Linked DNA regions of Oryctolagus cuniculus: region 1 is linked to region 2. Evidence: chromatin contacts called from public Hi-C data. All regions are on one chromosome and are shown on one strand. The core of a region is the stretch at or near the end of the contact, and the rest is flanking DNA. Distances in the headings are between cores, read along the strand shown. Region 1 holds the start of ELL2 (elongation factor for RNA polymerase II 2). Region 2 has its middle 38 kb from the start of GLRX.

Region 1 (2,700 bases), core at 3-2,502, 97 kb after region 2:
AGCCCAGGATGCAGCGTTTCTTCCCCGCACCGCACCTGGGCTCGGCGACTCAGCCCCCGCGCAAGGCGTCTCCCGGGACAGCCAGCTTCCGCGATGTTCTCTCCCCGGCACCCTGAGCCCCTGCCTGAGTGCCCGGGTCTTTCCCGGGAAGGCGGCGGCGGTCCGGGGCGCAGGGTGTCTCGGGGAACGCGAGGCGCCTGTGTCCCCCGAGAATGCAAGGTGCGTGCCCGTCCTCCGTCCAGGCCAGGGCAAGGGCACCCGAGTGCACCCCAACCCCCCATCCCCAGTACCCGGAGTGCCGGTCCCACCTCCACGAGCACATCGTGTGCCCCCATTAAGGGAAGCGCCCCGGAGTGCTCGCGTGTCCCCAAGTCCCTGGGAGTTCCAATCGTGTCCCAGCCCCATTCGCAGAGCGCCGGGATCCGCGGCTATGCGGGTCCACCGGGCCCATATGTTAGCACGAAATCGCGGGCAGCTCGTGCCCACGGGTCCTCCCGGCTCTTGATCGGCACGCCGCGCCTCAGGCCCGCTCCCTTACTCGCCCCAGTCTCCCTCTCTCTCTCTCTCCTTGGGACCCAACCAGCTAGGAAATCCGCGATCGCCGTCGGAAAGTCCCGCAGCGGCGGCGCAGCCGAGCCAGGGCTGCGGCGGCCTCGGCCCCGCCGCCAGGGGCCGCCCGTCCGCTCGCCCTCCTCGGAACGCCTCAGCGCCCGGCCGGCCTGGGACCGCGGCGTCAGCGACCCTGCCCGGCCCTGCCCTGCCCTGCCCGGCCCGGCCGCCCGCCCGCCGCGGGCGCTGACGGCGGCAGCGGAGAGCCAGGCTCCGGGACACCCCGCGCTGGTGCCTCGAGTCTGAGGAGGCGCGGCGGGAGGCGAGGGTGCCCACCCCGAGCCCGCCCGGTCGACCAGCTCACCTTGTGGCTCTGGTAAGTCTCGAGCGCCCGGAGCGCTGTCTCCGTGAGCTTCACATGGAGGACGGTGATGTGGTCCTGCCCCAGCCGCCCGCACGACAGTCCGTAACGCTGCTCCTCCCGCAGGCCCGCCGCCCCCCCCGCCGCCATCTTAAACTCCCCGGGGTGCCGCCGCCGACGCCGCTCGGGCTTTAGCCTCCACTGCGGCCGCGGCTGCTCGGGCTCCTGCAGCCGCCGCCACAGCTACGGCCATCCCGCTGCTGACGTACTGTCATATACTGCGCTCAGCCAGACCTGGGGCTGCCACTGCCGCCGCCCGCCCCACCCTCCGGCCTCGCGCCCCGCCCCGCCCTCTCCTCATTGGCTCCGCTCCGCTCCGCGGCGTCCTCATTGGCTGCCTTCCGCTCTCACAGGGGCGGGGCCCAAAGTCGCCGGAGTTTTGCTCCCGGGACGGGACGTCCGAGGGCAGAGAGGCTGACGTCGGGGTGACGCGCCAACTTAATCACGTTTGACGTCACGTCTGGTCGCCTTGGTTCGCCAGCCGCGATTGGCCAGGCTGGCGTGGGGATCCCCGGCTCGCTGGGTGCCTGGGTTGCCTGGTCTGGTTTCCTAGAGTCGGAGCCCCGCCCCCGGGGCGATGGCCGGGGAGAGTCGGGGTGCGAGGACGTGACGGGGACCACGTCGGGGCGTTGTCCTTCGACGGCTCGGGAAGCCCGCGGGAGCTTGGGGGTGTGTGTGCGTGAGGAGGACGCAGTAGGAGTCGAAACGGGGTGCGGGAGGGCGGGATTCTCAAAACCCAGTTGAGGACTGCGGTGGAGCAGGTGGGCCTGCGAGGACCCCCGCTTTCCTCACGGCCCCCTGAACTTGACGGGAGTGAGTGCAGCCTGGCCTTTGGGGGTTGTGCTGGGTTGAGTCTCAGGGACAGAGCCGTGCGCCTGGGGGAATGTCTTTTTCAAGAGGCGGACCCAGGCTCAGCGAGGACCGAACTTCGAGGTCTCTGCTAAGTGACCCCGGGAGGCGGCAGCCCGCCGCCCTGATGGCGTAGGGAGAGGCGCCCTAGGTTAGGGTGGTGACGCCTTCCGAAGGGCAGAACCGGCCTTGACCTAACCCATCTCCTTGTCCTTGGGCCGGCTTTGTTAGGTGCGTGAGGCCTGCCTCCTGAGGGGAAGCGGAGGTGGCAGGGCCGTGCTGGGCTCCGTGAGGGGGCGTCGGTGGTCGGCCTGACAGGCAGGCTCCCCGTCGCGTGGTCAGAAACACCAGAGAAAAGCAGAAATTTGAGGTGCTTTTTACTCGGTTCCCCAGGAACAATTTTTTAGATATCTAATCAGTATTTCCCATCCTTTTTAATAGGATTAGGCTGTGACTTTTTTTTTCCCCCGTGAGTCCGCCGCCCTACACACCTGAATAAACCTTTTTCCCCTATAGGTTCACGCCCTTTCCATTGAGACCCTCGGGCAAGGTTGTATGTGATGGCATGAATTTCAGAACGAATTCTCTTTGTAGAGTACGGATTATATGGAAGACCTGTATTAAGTGTTGGTGACATCACAGGAGAAGTTTGTAAACTGACTTCATGTCAGCGCGCCTGAATAGGCTGGCTGTGAAGACATGGTTAACACTTGTTAATTTAGTTTCCTTTAGTGTTAATACAGAGTGTTAATTATCTTAAATTCATTAAATAGGGAATTAGGCAATCACACAAAAAAAGTGAATTCAGAATCTTACTTTTAGAAAGGAATTGCTTTATTGCCTAATTTTCTCTGCTTTCCAAATAGTTCATATCTGGGTGA
Region 2 (2,700 bases), core at 45-2,544:
AGGAGCAGGTGGGGACACACTCAGCGACAGCCAGCCCAGCCCCCCCTGTGGGCCCCGCACGGCCGAGAGCTGCTGTGAGAAGTTGGTTTGTTTTAGGGTCTCAGAGTCTGTGCTGCCTGTCCCCTGACCTCTGACCCAGAACTATTTGTCCCGACTATTCCCCACGTTGCCTTCCTGGCTGCAAACCACGCAGAGGCAAGCTGGCCTTACAGCCTGGCTTCCACACTCAGGGGTCAAGGTGGTGTGGACACAGGAAGCAGCAAGCACCGGAAGCATGCCACGGAGGGCTGGCATTGAGTCTTCCTTTTTTTTTTTTTTTTTTTTTGACAGGCAGAGTGGCTAGTGAGAAAGAGAGACAGAGAGAAAGGTCTTCCTTTGCCATTGGTTCACCCTCCAATGGCCGCCGTGGCCGGTGCGCTGCGGCCGGCGCACTGCGCTGATCCGAAGCCAGGAGCCAGGTGCTTCTCCTGGTCTCCCATGGGGTGCAGGGCCCAAGCACTTGGGCCATCCTCCACTGCACTCCTGGGCCACAGCAGAGAGCTGGCCTGGAAGAGGGGCAACCGGGACAGAATCCGGCGCCCCGACCGGGACTAGAACCCGGTGTACCAGCGCCACTAGGCGGAGGATTAGCCTAGTGAGCCGCGGCGCCGGCCCAAGTCTTCCTTCTAACCCTTCCAAGCTGTGCGACCTTGGGCAGATGACTTACCGGCTCTGAGCCTCAATGTCCTTACCTGCAAAGCAAGGCTACTCTTACAGCTGTGCCATCCAGCCCAGCTGCAAGAACTACCTGCGAAAGCAGAAGCAGAGCCCTCGGCCTGTTGGATACTGTGGATTTTATTATACGGTCGTCTTCGTGATTCCGTAGCCAGGAAAATACAGAACAGCCAGCCTCTTGGGCCCTGGTGTTCCTGGCACTGTCAGCTGACTTCTCCGTTGTCCAAACAGCGAGGCCTTTGGCTGAACACCTTGGCTTTTCTTGTTCAGGCTTCCTACTTCAGGGCTGTGGCTTTAGGTCACGTCCTCGGCCGTGACCACATCTCTCCAGTTGGTCTGAGTTTCCCAAGTCCTCCTCCCCTGCGGCTGGCTGGCTGACACCTCATCATCCCCTCCGTGCTGCCGGCCAGGGCCCCGCGTGGACTGGGACGCTCTTTGTTTCCGTGTGGGCTGAGGCCCTGGAAAAGCCTTGGGTGGCTGGACCTTGAGTCATCTGCCAGGACAGCCAGGGTCCTGGCCACTCAGTGGGCTGAGACTGCTCCACCCACTCGTGCAGAAGAGACAGCACCTAATGGACGGGTGCACTTAGTGGAAGTCTGTTAGCTGCAGAATGCCTGATAAATCCAGCCAGCAAAGGTGCCCACGGCGCCCCCTTTCCAGCACACCCATGCACACTGGTGCACACGCATGCACGCTCATGCACGCACACACCTCTTCCTGCACAGGCCGCGTTCCACCGTGAGGTCGGAACGGCGGGCTGCCTGGAGGTCCGGTTTGGACGCAGGGTTACTTATTCCTGCCTGGCTGTTTGCTCTCCTAGCGGCTGAGCCTGGCTGTCGCCGCGAAGCCACCAGCGCGCAGAGGCGGTTAGGTCCGTGCGAGCCGCGCCAGGCCACGCGTCCAGCAGGTGGCGCTGCGTCCGCGCCGGCCTGAGGCTGCGGTGGCCGCACCGCTGGGGACGTGGGTCTGCCCGCTCCTGGCTGCGGCGTGGCCGGCGCCCGCGGTGACACACAGCGCTGACTGACGAGGGCCTTTGTCAGAGGCGGTGGGGCTCTGGCGTCAGTGCACGATGGAAGACAAAGCGCTTGTGCCCGGCGTTGTGAGTCCACGTGTGCCCGTCCCCCGCCGCGGTCTGGGCATCCTGTCCTCCCGCGGCCCGGCCCAGGCCGCCTTCTGCCAGGCTGCGCTAGGCTCTCCCTGGCCGGGCCTCGGTCCCCCGGGGAACCGCCTGTTTCCCTGATCACTGTAGGGAGCCCAGGTGGGACGGATCTACAGTATGGGGCATTAGTCATCTACCCCCTAAATAGGGCGGTCTTAAGTGGCGGTCCCCCCTTACGCCAGGGGGTGCTCCAAGGGTCCCCGCAGGGCCCACAGCCTCGTGTGGTACCGAACCCTGCATGGTTTTTCCTGTGCAGGCCGAACCCTGGGTGTTATTTCCCGTGCGTGTGTATCTAAGGTGAATTCATGAACCAGGCCTGAGAGAGGAGTAGAAATCAGTTAACAGCTTCCTTGGTATTTTCCATCCCCAACCTGTTCCTACCTCCACATGACTGCCCCTCATTTTTTTAAAAAAATTTTTTTAAAAAAAGATTTATTTGAAAGATAGAAGGAGACATACGCACGCAAACACACATACACAGATCTTCCATCTGCTGGTTCACTCCTCAAATGGCCACAGCAATTGGGGCTGGTGAGGCTGAAGCCAGGAGCCAGGAGCTTCATCCAGGTCTCCCACAGGAGTGGCAGGAACCCAAGCCCGCGGGCCGTCTTCCACTGCTTTCCCAGGTGCATCAGCAGGGAGCTGGATTGGAAGTGGAGCAGCCAGGACTCGAACCGGCACCCATATGGAAGCCAGCCCCACAGGCCGTGGCTTAACCCGCTGTAGCACAGCACCGGCCCTGGTGATTGGGTGCTTCTGCATAGCACGTGGCTCTCGGTCTTGTTCACATCTTCCGCTGACAAATTCAATTGCTTTTCCATCCTGAT

Evidence for each region. A called contact is a pair of places that touch in the nucleus more often than the background predicts.
Region 1: a contact with region 2 is called in a Hi-C map of an unstated tissue, with 4 times the contacts expected there. The contact joins the promoter of ELL2 here to the enhancer-like site in region 2. A contact is called at or near these places in 3 of 6 Hi-C or Micro-C datasets (ear pinna, psoas muscle and an unstated tissue).

Annotation. Positions count from the first base shown.
Region 1 is chr14:18,540,164-18,542,863 of mOryCun1.1, forward strand. It overlaps ELL2 (elongation factor for RNA polymerase II 2), which reads right to left and starts at 1,253. Exons shown (of 12, transcript XM_002713941.5): 1 at 914-1,253. The coding sequence starts at 1,060.
Region 2 is chr14:18,443,612-18,446,311 of mOryCun1.1, forward strand. No RefSeq gene overlaps it. Among named protein-coding and RNA genes, the nearest start is that of GLRX, 38 kb to the left of the region's middle. Within about 2 kb of position 1,295, at least 1 of the 8 cell types and tissues checked has an H3K27ac peak or open chromatin away from gene starts, as enhancers often do.